Regions from separate parts of the Sus scrofa genome. Here region 2 is linked to region 1. The links are chromatin contacts, called in public HiChIP or PLAC-seq maps. All regions are on one chromosome and are shown on one strand. Each heading gives the region's core, a stretch centred on a gene start, on an enhancer-like site or on the middle of the called end of the contact. The rest is flanking DNA. Distances are from core to core; before and after follow the strand shown.

The links. HiChIP or PLAC-seq counts read pairs in DNA pulled down with a chosen protein or histone mark.
Region 2: a contact with region 1 is called in an H3K27ac HiChIP or PLAC-seq map of alveolar macrophages. The contact joins the promoter of SMIM22 here to the promoter of GLYR1 in region 1. A contact is called at or near these places in 5 of 47 Hi-C or Micro-C datasets (embryonic fibroblasts, epiblast stem cells, fetal skeletal muscle and 1 more) and 2 of 2 datasets of contacts at active chromatin or transcription factors (alveolar macrophages and skeletal muscle).

Annotation. Positions count from the first base shown.
Region 1 is chr3:37,549,809-37,556,665 of Sscrofa11.1, reverse strand. GLYR1 (putative oxidoreductase GLYR1) reads right to left here and starts at 1,309. Exons shown (of 16, transcript XM_013995678.2): 1 at 1,185-1,309; 2 at 109-145. The coding sequence starts at 1,222. It overlaps UBN1 (ubinuclein-1), which reads left to right and starts at 1,411. Exons shown (of 17, transcript XM_021086662.1): 1 at 1,411-2,145; 2 at 5,063-5,350. The coding sequence starts at 5,102.
Region 2 is chr3:37,597,539-37,604,020 of Sscrofa11.1, reverse strand. SMIM22 (small integral membrane protein 22) reads left to right here and starts at 2,705. Exons shown (of 4, transcript XM_013995680.2): 1 at 2,705-3,010; 2 at 3,183-3,344; 3 at 3,424-3,509; 4 at 3,614-4,447. The coding sequence starts at 3,209. The coding sequence ends at 3,655. ROGDI (protein rogdi homolog) reads right to left here. Exons shown (of 11, transcript XM_021086663.1): 7 at 5,724-5,822; 8 at 5,270-5,383; 9 at 5,119-5,168; 10 at 4,874-5,000; 11 at 4,017-4,582. The coding sequence ends at 4,541.

The DNA of each region.
Region 1 (6,857 bases), core at 60-2,559:
ATGTTATTTAAATAGGCCCAGTTAAACTCAATGTTAGGAATTCAAGGGACTGCATCTTATACTCTCCACCTCCTCAAACTCAACTTCAGATGTCCGCCAGTCACTCACCTTTCCCGGCCAAGGAGGATACCGGCCGAGTTTCCCCCTAGAGAAAACACAAAGAGTCAGCATTTGCCCTGGAAAGGCCAGTCCGTCTCCTTCAACCCACTCAACATGCAATTTATTTTCCTAAATCTCCCCTTCGACGCTCAAGTGCCAGAATAGAAAAAGCTGGGAACCAGAAGTTCTTATTGTGGCATCCACAGCTGGGCCCAAGAGGCCCAAACCCCTCAGAAATGCAATGCAAAACTGTAAACTTGTGTGCATTCTTCCGGTGACAAGGGATACAGAAAAACAAAACTACCAAGAGTCGTTTGTCCAGAACCTCCCCGGGACGTGACGAGGGTGGCGGGACGGTCTGCTGTGTAAACACAGACTTCCCCTTACAAAGTCTGGTTTCATCCCCCAACCCGGCTTTGACAAATGCTAATGGAAATCCTTCCTCTAGACTGAGAAATGAGCTACGCAGCTCAGCTGGAGGGAGGCGGCGACAGTAAGTCTTGGTTCGGGCGGTTGTCTGGGACACAGAAGCAGACCAGGGGAAGCACCCAAGGAGAAACTGGTCCCTGCCAAACCTCCAGTTGTAAAGGAGAAGTCCCCACTCCGTTTCTTCACAGGACAGTGCCAGCAGCCCGGTTTCGACACTCCCGGCTGAGCCGCCCGCACCGGTCGGTGCCATCGCAAGGCGGGTTTCGACGGGCAGGCTGGGACGCGATGGCTCCGCAGGCTCCCCGGCTCTCCCGCTTTCCCGGGAGCCCCAACCAGACCCCGAGGCGAGGACCGGGCGTCCGCGGGAGCCGCGCGGCGCTGGGCACTCCCCAAACGGTGGCCGCTGGAGTCCGGGTCCTGTGCGCAGCCCTCTCCACAGCTCAAAGCCGGGTCCGCCGCGGCCACCCTCGGCCTCAGTCCCCCCGGGCCAGGCTGCCCCTTCCGCCCGGCGTCGCTCCCAGCGCCCGCACCCCGCCTCGCCCACTCTCCGCCACCTGAAGCGAAGAGAAAGGCAGCCCCGGGGCGGGCTGCGAACCCCACGCACAGGGAGGCAACTCCCCAGCGCACATCACTCGGCCCGGGCCGCCTGGACTCACCACACCAAATCGCCGAGCCGCAGACTCACAGTCGCCATCTTACCACCCAACCACCGCCGGCGCACGGGCAGCCGGGAACATCAGGTCGTCCCGGTGCCGCCCATTGGAGTGAGCCCGGTCACGTGACGGGGGCTGACCGTAACCGGACACGCCGCTGCTCTGACGTCACCGCGCCCGCCCAGGCTCATAGGCCGGCCTAGCGGCACGTGACCCGGGCGCCGCGGTCTCCGCGCGCCGGAGCCCGGAGACTCCCGGCTTCTTCCCCCTCCCTCCGGCTCGTGACAACGTAGCGCAGCGGTCTGAGGCGGCGGCGACGGTGCGGCCGGCGGAGCGAGCGAGTCCCCGAGCTAGGGAGCAGGTCCTGCGGCCCGCTCCGCCCCAGGGCCCTGGCCTTCAGCCCCTCCCCCTCGGCGCTTCCGTTACGGCCGTTAGTCCTGCGCGGGCCCGGGGCCGCCCGCGTCTCCGAGCCGGCAGCTGCCCTGACGGACTTCGGCGCGGCCTGGAAGCCAGCCTCCGCCCGCGCCCGGGGCCTCGCGCCCGACGGGCTCTTCGCGGCCGCGCCCGGAGGGCGGACAGGTCCTTCGGAGGGTGGACAGGTCCTTTGGAGCGCTCTTTCTAACGGCCGGCGTCCAGGGAGAGGCTCCGATCCTGCGTCCGCGTCGCACGTTCTCCTGGGGCGCAGTGCTGCCCGTCCCGAAGTCCCAAGTTGCCCGGCCGACGTGGAGCCGGCGTCTCTCTGCTTCCTCCTGGGCCGGCGCGTCGGCACGGCCGGCGAGGCCCCCCGGGCGCGCGGGGACCGGGCCATGGGCCGTGGCGCGGGCCGGCCGACCGCCGGGAGGCATGGCTCGGTGGCCGGCCGCTAGCAGCGCGGCAGCCCGGGCTCCCGGGCCGGCATGAGGACGGCCACGGGGGAACGAGTGCGGCCCGCGGGGCCGTAGCCTGCGTCGCGCCGGGGACAAAGGTACGTGTCTTTGTGGGAACTGGGCTCTCACGTAAGCTTTGTTGTGGTTTGACACTTTTAGGGAAGTTGGAAACAGGCTGTTTTGACAACAGGAAGGCAGACGCTAAGCGTAGTTTCAGTATGTTCAAACTAAACCATTGAATGGGGAATCTTGAATAACAAGCAGTTTAGCACAGCGTCTGCCTAAATATCACCATCGCAGATAGAATGTAAAACATTTTAAAAAGGTTCCAATCTCAGTTTGAGAACCCAGGGAGTCTAAGTCAAGTGTTAACTTACCCGGGACTTTTCTTGAGTCACCGCCTGCATGAAAGAGTGGCAGGTCCACGGGCATCTCTCATAGGTGTCGTGTTATACAGAGACTGGGTGTAAACGGGAAGTTTTTAGCGAACTGACTTGTCCGAAGCCTGGTTTCTCTTTGGAATTCAGTTTCGCTGAAGTACCATCAGCTAGTTTCAGGAAGTGTCATTTACTGGTAACTATTTTGTGTTGTTTTAAATACAAATCTATGATTTAAAGCGTATTTAAGTTTCCAAGAGGGAACACTAAAATTCAACACACCTTCCTAACTTAATTTTTGAGGAATCGAAGGGTACGTTAATGACTTCATAAAATACACAGATCTTAAATCAACATCACATTGGACCTAGAGACATTCCCATTACAGTCAGGAACATGGCAAAGAATATATTGTCTAACATTCTGGCAGTTCTAGCCAATGCAACAAGACATGAAACAAAAATAAAACGTATTTTTTCGGAAAGTAGGAGACAAAATTTTTCTTCTGTGAATGTTACTCGACAGCCTATTTTGAAAAGTGCAAGGGAAATCCATTAAGTAAGAGTTCATTGAAGAGACTAATTACAAAGTCAGCATGCAAAATTCAGTTAGTTTTTCTACATTTTTACCAATAATCAGTTTGAAAATATTAAGAGGGTATGTAACAACAAAAAAATACTCCTGAGTATAACCTGAGGTACAGAACGAAGTTGTTATTTTGGGGTTAGCATCTGTTGAGGTTTTTTAAGAGGGGTGGTTTTGTTTGTAGAATACTGTGCTTTTATTTAGAATAATGTTCAACTCATTAAAATGCTCAGCTCATTGCAATTGAGTATCCAGGAGTTCCTACTCTGGTGCAGTGGATTAAGACTCCGACTGCAGCCGCTCTGGTTGCTTCAGAGGCCAGATGCAGTGGGTTGAAGAATCCCTAGTTGCTGCATATGTGGCATAGATCACAGCTGTGGCTCAGATTCATTCCCTAGCCTGGGAGCTTCCATATGCCATGAGTGCAGCCATTTTAAAAGAAAAAAAAATTGAGTATCTTAAGTGCTTAGCTTTTAAAAGCCTTTTAATCTTTGTTGACAATTTTATTTTTACAGATCTAAAAATGCTTATGTAAAAATATATTTGATTTTTGACAAATTTTCAATTAAGGCACCAGTTTAACAAATTGAATACCCCCAGTGAACTCTTTTTAAAAATTAAATTCTGGAGTTCCCGTCATGGCACAGCGGAAACAAATCCAGCCAGCAATCATGAGGTTTTCGGGTTAGATCCCTGGCCTCACTCAGTGGGTTAAGGATCTGGCGTGGCCGTGAACTGTGGTGTAGGTCGAAGACTCGGCTCAGATCTGGAGTTGCTGTGTCTCTGGCGTGGGCCGGAGGCAACAGCTCCCAATTGGACCCCTAGCCTGGGAAGCTCCATATGCCGCGGGTGTGGCCCTCAAAAGACAAAAAAAATAAATAAATAAACTCCCTCAGATGTTCTAACCTGAATTCAAAGTTTTATATGGTTGTTCTTTCTCTCAGATACATCACACTTCTAAAGCGTGAGCTTACAAACCTAAAAGTAAAATCTTTTCAAGGTCTTAACTCTTAGGCGTCTAATACTCATGTAAATGTAAGTCAGGTGTTTTGAAAGCATACTTTCAATTTAGTTACATTTCCTTAAGCATTTCAAGTTAAAGTTGTAACTAATAATCATGAATGTGTCTCATTCTCTTAAATGTTTCACATGAATTACTACAATGACTTAGAACTTAATCTAAAATGTAAGTGTTGATATGCTATTGTTTGATTTATTTTATTTTCTAATCTTATTTATGTAATTTCTTAGGCCTGCAAAATCACTTACCCAAGCAGTAGAAGCATTTTTATCATCTAGGGGATTGAAGTTACACTATCTAAAATTTGGGCCTAGATGAGGTTACATTTTTATTTATTTATTCATTTAATTTTGTTTTGTTTTGTTTTTGTGTTTTTAAGGCCGCACTTGTGGCATATGGAGGTTCCCAGGCTAGGGGTTGAATCAGAGCTACAGCTGCTACTAAGACTACAGAGCCTACTAAGGCTCTGTCAGCATGGTTTCTCTAATTTCAAGAACTTAGTGAAGATACGTAGAAGAAAGACTGCAAGGAAGCATACTAAACAGTGATTATCTCTGAATGATGTGAAATGGCATGTCTTTTATATGTACATGAAAACTTATGTGTATATACATATATACATATTTGTTTTTCTAAGGCCGCACCTGCAGCATATGGAGGTTCCCAGGTCTGATTGGAGTTATAGCTGCCAGCCTACACCAGAGCCACAGCAACACCAGATCCGAGCCATGTCTTCGACCTACACCACAGCTCATGGCAACGCCGGATCCTTAACCCACTGAGTGAGGCCAGGGTTCGAACGCACAACCTCACGGTTCCTAGTCAGATTCGTTTCTGCTGTGCCACGTTGGGAACTCCAAAAATTTTTATATTTAAGGTAAATAGTAGGTAAGCAGAAAACAGTAAGTGGTAATTAAGATGAATTTAACAGTGCTGTTTCTTAACAGTGAAAGGTTTTTTTGTTTTTTTAATTGAAATCTCTATAACTGAACAGGCGAGATCATCATTTTTATCATCTTGGTTTGTTTACAGAAGCCATGCAGTGACACCTACTAAGACTTGTTGGTAGCCATGTCGGAGCCCCACAGGGTCCAGTTCACCTCTCTCCCGGGTCCTCTGAATCCTGCGTTTTTGAAGAAATCCCGGAAAGAGGAGGTTGGGGGAGTAGAACAGCATCAGGACTCTGAGCCGGCTGCAGCAGCTGTTCGGATTACACTCACCCTCTTTGAGCCAGATCACAAGCGATGCCCAGAGTTCTTCTACCCAGAGCTGGTGAAAAACTTGCGAGGGAAGGTGAAAGGACTTCAGCCGGCAGACAAGGTACACCCCCACGGCCCAGGCTCACTGCACATCTCATGCCCAGGGTTGCAGAGGGTGGAGGCAGCGCTAAAGAAGCTTTGACCCCCTCACAAAGCAAGCACAAGGTTTGCTGGTTTTGCTTCTGGTAGGAAGGAATAGAATTCTTTCTAGAACCATTCCCTGATTTGCGTTAGAGAAAATGTATGGCAGATCCAAGGCTAATTTGAATTATGGTTAATAATATGAAGAAACAACAGATTTTTTCATGGAAAGGCTATAAATGTTACATGTAAATATGACCAGTCCCTTGGAGTTCCTGTCGTCATGTAAATATGACCAGTCCCTTGGAGTTCCTGTCGTGGTGGAATGGAAACAAATCTAACTAGGAACCATGAGGTTGCAGATTTGATCCCTGGCCTTGCTCAGTGGGTTAAGGATCCGGTGTTGCCATGAGCTGTGGTGTAGGCCGGTAGCTGTAGCTCTGATTCCACCCCTAGCCTGGGAACATCCGTATGCTGTGGGTGTGGCCCTAAAAAAAAAAGTAAAAAATATGACCAGTCCCTGGCTTTTCTAGTGCTGGAATTTCATGCTGGGCATTTCTCTTTTCCAAGGCACTCTCACACTGCCTAATAGGAAGGCAAGCAAGAAAAGACGCACACTGCTCATCTCTTCTGAATGCAATGATATTCTGGGAGTTCCCGCTGTAGTGCAGTGGGGTAATGATCCAGCTGGTCTCTGTGGTATTACCAGTTCAATCCCCTGTGAATGGGGTTATGGATCCAGCGTTGCTCTAGCTGTGGGATAGGTCACAAATGCGGCTCAGATTTGATCCCTGGCCCATGAATTTTTAAATGCTGTGGATGTGGCAGAAAAAGAGAAAAAAAACATGGTAATGTTCTGAATAGTTTCTTTACCTGTATGGATAGAAACTTTTTTTTTTTTTTTTTTTGCTTTTTAGGGCTGCACCCTCAGCATATGGAGATTCCCAGGCTAGGTGTCCAATTGGAGCTATAGCTGCCGGCCTACACCACAGCCACAGCAACGCAGGATTCGAGCCACGTCTGCAACCTACACCACAGCTCACGGCAACACCGGATCTTTAACCCACTGATCGAGGCCAGGGATTGAACCCGCAACCTCATGGTTCCTAGTCGGATTCGTTAACCACTGCGCCACGACGGGAACTCCCCTGATTTCTCAAATATTCTTAAAATGATTTTTTTTTCTGATAGATTTGTTTTACTTTTTTAGTATGGAACTTTTCAAATATGTGCAGTAGAGAGAGAATAGTATAAGACCCTATGTACCCATTATCCAGCTTCAGTTCTTATCCTTTGGAATTCATTAACTCTGTAAAAACTCTTTTTTTTTTTTTTTTTTTTTTTTTTTGGTCTTTTTAGGGCCGCACCCGCGGCATATGGAGGTTCCCAGGCTAGGGGTCTAATTGGAGCTGTAGCTGCTGGCCTACACCACAGCCATAGCAACGCCAGATCTGAGCCACATCTGCGACCTGCATCACAGCTCATGG
Region 2 (6,482 bases), core at 1,456-3,955, 46 kb before region 1:
CAGTGGCGTTTAGTATATTCGCAGTGTTGCAAAACCACCACCTCTTTTAGTTTCCTGACATGTTCGCTGCCCCAAATGGAAATTCCACCACCCCCAGGCACCCCCTCCTCATTCCCCCTGCCCCCAGCCTTGGCAAACACTGACTACTTCCTGTCTCTATGGACTTACTTCTTCTGAACATTTCAAATAAATGGAATCACATACCACATCACCTTTTGTGTCTGGCTTCTTCCACTGAGCATGTGTTCAAGGTTCATCCACATTATAGCCTGTGTCAGAGCTTCATCCCTTTTTCATGGCTGAGTAATATTCAGTCACATGGGGAGATGATGTGGTATTTCTTCATTCGTCAGTTGATGGATATTTTGGGATGTTTCCATTTTTTGGCTATTATGAAAAATGCTGCTGGGAACATTTGTATATAGGTTTCTGTGTGGACATTTTTCTTTGTTTTTTAGGGCTGCACCTGAGACACATGGAGGTTCCCAGGCTAGGGATCCAGAGTTATAGCTGCTGGCCTACACGACAGCCATAGTAACAAGGGATCAAGCCGTGTCTGTAACCTACACCGCCACCAACGCTGGATCCTCGACCCACTAAGCGAGGCCAGGGATCAAACCTGCAACCTCATGGTTCCTAGTCGGCTTTGTTTCTGCTGCACTATGAACTCCCTATGTGGACATGTTTTAAATCTCTTGGGTACATATATCTAAGAGCGGAATTGATGGGTCCTACGATAACATTATGCATAACTTTTTAAGGACCTGCCAGACTCCCCCACCGTGGCTGCCCCCCCCCTTGGCAGTGGGAGTCAGAGGTCTCAGAATGGGCTGGCGGGGATGGAGGGCGTAGGATGGGGATCCAGCGTAGGCGGTGCTGTACCATGGTGGTTCAGGGCTCTGGGATTCAGTTCTGATTTCTCTGCGCACACGGGTGGTTGGCAGAATGATGGTGCCCAAAGATGTTCCCATCTGAGTCCCTGGGACCTGTGAGGATGTTACCTTATGGGGCAAAAGGGACTCTGCAGATGTGATTAAGGATTCTGATGGGGAGATTATCCTGCGGGCCAGTGTAATCACCGGGGTCCTTCTGACAGGGGGGCTTGAGGACAGATGCAGAGAAGGTGTGAGGGTGAAGGGGAGGCAGGTGGGGCGGGAAACAAGGGAGGTGGGTGGGTGGCCTCTGGAGCTGGAAACGCCCAGGAAGGGATTCTCCCCTGGGACCTTGGCGAGGAATGTGGCCCTGCCCACCCTTTAAGACTCTGACCTCCAGAACTCTGAAGCTAATAAACTTGCATTCCTTCAAGACACTATTTATTTCGCCCATCATGGCTCAGCAGAAACGAATCCATGAGGATGCAGTTTCAAGGCCTGGCCTCGCTCAGCGGGTTAAGGATCTGGCGTTGCCATGAGCTGTGGTGTAGGTCGCAGACATGGCTCCAATCCTGAGTTGTGGCTGTGGTGTAGGCCAGTGGCTACAGCTCTGATTCCGCCCCTAGCCTGGGAACCTCCATATGCCACAGGTGCAGCCCTAAAAAGCCAAAAAACAAACAAAAAACAGATGTGTGACTTGAGCTAGGCCTCAATTTTCACATCTGTAAAATGGCAATAGCAATAATACCACTTTTGCATCGTGGTGAGGACTAAATTAGGTAACGAATGTATGGGTATCCTTCAGCGATACTGTGGGTTCTGTTCCAGACAGACCACCACAATAAGCCGCACATTGCAATAAAGTGAGTCCCACAGATTTCTTTAGTTTTCCAGTGCATATAAAAATTCTGTTTACACCGACTATCGTCTATTAAGTGTACAAGGGCATCGTCAAAAAAAAAAAAAAAAAAAAAAAACAACCAACCACAACGTATTAACTTAAAAACACTTTTCTGAAAAATGCTAAAATGATTACAATAACAACAGCAAAGATCACAGACTGCCAAACAAATATAAGAACAAGGAAAAAGCTTCCAAATGCTGTTGGAAAATGGTGCTGATAGACGTGGCTCAACATAGGGTTGTCTCAAACTTTCAATTTGCCAAAAAATGCAACATCTCGGCGTTCCCGTCGTGATGCAGTGGAAACAAATCCGACTAGGAACCATGAGGTTGCGGGTTCCATCCCTGGCCTGGCTCAGTGGGTTAAGGATCCGGCGTTGCTGTGGCTATGGTGTAGGTGGGAAGCTGGAGCTCTGATTAGACCCCTAGCCTGGGAACCTCCACATGCCTCAGGTGCAGCCCTAAAAGAGCAAAATAAATAAATAAATACATACATAAATTAAAAAAAGGACAACACCACAACATCTCAAAGTGCAGTAAAGAAAGGGGGTGCCTGTACCGTGTAGGCAATGGAGCTTCACATTAGCCCACATTTTCCCAGCTAGACCATGAGCCCCACAAGCACAGGAAGCTGAGTCCACCTGTTTACAGCCAGTCCCAAGCGCCGAGAAGTCTTGGCCTCTGCTCTGAGAGAAGGGGGGCGTGACAGTGGCCTCCAGATGGTGTTGTCATCAGCTCAGCGTTCTGGGGGGAGAGCTCATTTGAGGGACCACAACCATCGCCTCACAAGGGTCACTGCGAGGACAGGAACAGGGAAGGGGACCCAGGCAAGGGCGGCGGACAGGACACAGCTTCCCCCTCCCCTCCTCTCTTCTTTTTCACCTGCCTCCCTCTCTCCCACCAACCTCCCACCATCCTGTCTTTTCTTCATTCGCCAAGTCAAGGGCGGCTCAGTGCCCACTGTGTTCCAGGCTACGTGTCTGGTCTGCTGAGAAAAAGCGAGAGCTCTCCCGAGTGAAGAGGCTTCTCCCTGGGTCCCCCAGCACCTGTCAAGGTTGGGAGGCAGGAAACACACCTGCGGGGCTGGCCCAGCCCCGCCCTCGCCTGGCTCCAGCAGCCCCCGGGGGAGTGGTGGGGTGGGGCTGGTTGCCAAGGCCTCAGGAGGTGCGGATCCGGAAGCAGGAAGTCGTCTTTGCTCCCAGGACCAGGGACTTGCCTGGCCGGGAAGCTCCAAGGCAGGTGGGGGCTCAGGGCTGGGGCTGGTGGGGGGAACGGGCTGCCCGGGCCAGGGTCAGGGTCGTTGAGACGAGAAGAGAGGCAGGGCCTGGGCTGGACTGTCGGAGGCCTGGACTCGGCAGTCCCAGAGGAGCCCAGGGTTCTGAGGCGGCCCACTGGGGGGCTGGGCAGGTGGCACCCAGGACCGTCCGGCTGAGATGGCTTTGTCAAGGGCGGGCCTGGAGCAGGAGCTGAGCGCCACAGGCCAGCAAGTGCTGGGGAAGCTGAGGAGCCACCAGCTGTTCCAGTCCCAGTGGGACACCGGGGCCTTCGTCATCTTCCTCATCTTCCTCGGTGCGTGTGGATGGGTGTCGGGCTGGGTCAGCCTCCCGGCCCAGGGTCCGAACTGGACGCAGTCTTGTCCCACCTACAGGCGTCGTGCTGCTCCTGCTGCTGCTCGTCTTCATCCACTGCTGCTGCTGCAGCTGCTGTGACCGCCACTCCTCCAGGCCTCAGAAGGTGAGCCCCCAGCACCAGGGCCCGGCTGGCACCAGGACACGGCTCTAGGGCAGAGGGGCCAGGGGGCGGAGGAGGGAAGCCACTGTCCCTTGCGTCTCTTTCAGGAACGCTCCTGGGGGGTTGATAACTTGGCCCTGGAACCTTAGCCGGAGAGCCCTGCCCCTCGTCTTTGTCTGCCGGACAGCAAGAACCATGCCTCGTTCAGCCAAAGCCGGAGTCTGGAGCGAGTTCTGAGCCTCTTGTGTGTGTGGGGGGATGGACGGACAGGGCAGCCCCCCCCTCCCCCTTCTTCTAGATGCCCCCAGGTCTCAGCCTTCAGCTGGAATGACTGTCCCCAGGAGACCTTAGGTGACCTGCTGTAGCCACTCAGTGACTGTCTGTGACCATCCCACTTGGCCCCTTGGCACCTGGGAGGCCAGGGGCTCAGTCCGCAGTCCCTGGGTACTCTGCCAGCTCCTGGCCATCACGAAGCCCTGGCCAGGTCCCCACTCAGACAGACACGAGGGCTCCAGGCAAAGTCAGATGATCTTTATTCCTCAGAGGCCCCAGCAGGGTCATGGAGTGAACACAGATAAGGGCATCACAGCTCATGGTGGGCGCCTTCTGTCCCCCTCTCCTGACACAGAGCCTAGGGCCACCACCCATGCCACGCCCTCCAGGGGCGGGGCGTGTGTGGCTCCCCTCAACGTCCTCAGCTGCCCCAGGGAGGGGAGGGAGGGAGGAGGGCCAGCCCTACCCTGAGTCCAAAGGTTCCAGCCTTCTGCGGAGGGCAGGGCTGGGACTTCGGCCACCTCACAGCCCCACCTTCCTGACCCCTCCCCCCCCATTCCAAAACAAACCGCAAGCCACTATCCCTTCGTCCCAGAGTTCAGGTCCATCCATGCAGACGTGACAGGCAGGACAGGGTGAAGAGGGAAATAAATAGCCCATGGTGCACAGCTCTGGCTCTGGCTGGCACTCTGAGGCGGTGGGGGGACAGGGGCCCCTGGGCGGGGGGCCATGCCCAGGGGCCCGGGTCTTGGGCGCTCCGCTCAGAAGGGCCTGTAGCTCCAGTAGCTGGAGAACACGGAGATCTGTGGAGGGAGAAAGCGGGGCGCATGCTGGGTGGTGGGGCTGGGGGTCTGGACACCACCGCACCCTCTGTGACCCTGGCGGGATCTGAAGGTCAACTCGGGGCCATGTGTCAAGGGCCCAGCCACACCACGGCCCATTTGTCTGGCGTGTGTGGAGGGTATAACAGATCTTAAGATTAGGGGGTACTGTGGTGGTGTGACAGGAGGCCTGTCGTTTGGCTGGCCTAACCTGAGGGAGGCCCAGCCCAGGAGCCACTTGCACATCCCCCCCAACCCCATCCCTGTCCCCACCTTGTCCTTGAGCTGCTGGCAGAGCTGCAGGGAGACGGTGAAGAAGACCAGGGCGTCATTGAGCCAGGGGATCACACACTCCACCTTGTGCACGTGGCTCACCTCCAGACGCTGTGCGCCCCACTCACTGGGGGGAGGGGGGAGGGTCCTCGAGGGTGGTCCAGCCAGCCTGGACCCCATCCCCTCAGGTGCAGAGGGTTGGGGTGGCGAGGGTGCCCAGGGACCTCCCCCAGGGGCATACTTACAACATGGCCCCGGGGCTGTGGAGCACAGCGCCTCCAGCCGGGCGGAAGTTCTAGGCAAAGAGCATCACACAGGTCAGGCCCGGGGCTGAGGGGGCTGCAGGGCTGTGGGGCTGAGGGCAGGCAGGGCAGTGGGTGGCGGGGGGGTGCTCACCTTGGTGGAGTTGGGCTGCAGGGCGTGCAGCTGGTACACGGTGAGGCAGAGCTTGTTGAGGTTGATGTAGAAATTGACCAGCAGGTCTGAGGGCAGGGCGGGGGCGAACATCCGCTGCGGGAGGGCAGGCAGGTGGGATGAGGGCCAGGCAGGCCACCCCCCAACCCCCTAGGGGAAGCCCAGCCCCAGCCCAGGGGCTTCCAGACTCTTCCCAGGTGCCCCCGGTGGCTTCCTGCACCACTGGGCTGGGGAAGCACTGACCCAGACGGGGAGGCATATCAGGGGGATGCAGAATGGAAGCCAAGGACCGGACCCCACCCCAGAAAACTGTGCAGACACAGAACTGTGCCGGCAACTTGGGGCTTCCCTTGGCACCCGTGTCCCTCCCACGGGCAAGCAGGGCCCTCTGTGGGGACCAACTCTCTGGGAGCAGGCACGGGCCTTAGGCACTGACCGTGAGGCCGCTGGCAGCGATCTCAGGCAGAGTGAGGGTGGCCGGGGTGGTGAGCCGGTTTCGGGCTCTGGTCAGCTGCAGCATCACTGCGTCCATCAGCTGGGGGAAGGGGGCTGGTCATAGCTGCGGGCAGCGGGGCCTGGTCCTGATCCCAACCCCCGCCTGCCTCCCTTCCCCCAAGGCAGGAGCAACAAAGTTATGGTAGCTCCCAGCTCCTGCCCTGGGGGAGCGTCATGGTGTCAGGACCTGAACCCCTGCAGCAGGGGCCTTGCTAAAGATGCAGGTAATTTGGCTCTGGCTGGGGATGGGGGCAGGACGCCTGCACTGTTGACCACCCATCCAGAAGATTCTACTGCATGGGATCCCGGGTGTTGGTCCAGTGGGAAAATGGAAGATCCTGGAAGTCAGCCCCAGGGGCCTAGGGCTTTGCAGATTGATGTAGAAATTGGAGGAGCTTAGAAGAAGGGATCCTAATTCGGCTTGGGAGCCAGGGAAGGCTTCCTGGAGGAAGCATTGGATGGCTAAATTGAGGCCATAAGGTGGGCACTAGCCCTGTTTCCCCAGGTGAGGAAACTGAGGCTCCAAAGGGCTCAGGCCGCAGAGCCAGCCAAAGGTGGGACCACCCGGAATGCCACCCTTCCCCCTGCCATGGAGCACAGCTCTGGCTCGAACTCAGAGCCCCAGTTTTCACTGCTTCCAGCTGTTCGCCCAGCTGTTGCTGTGGGTGCTGGGGTCCCCTGGATTCTGGGAAAGGCAGAA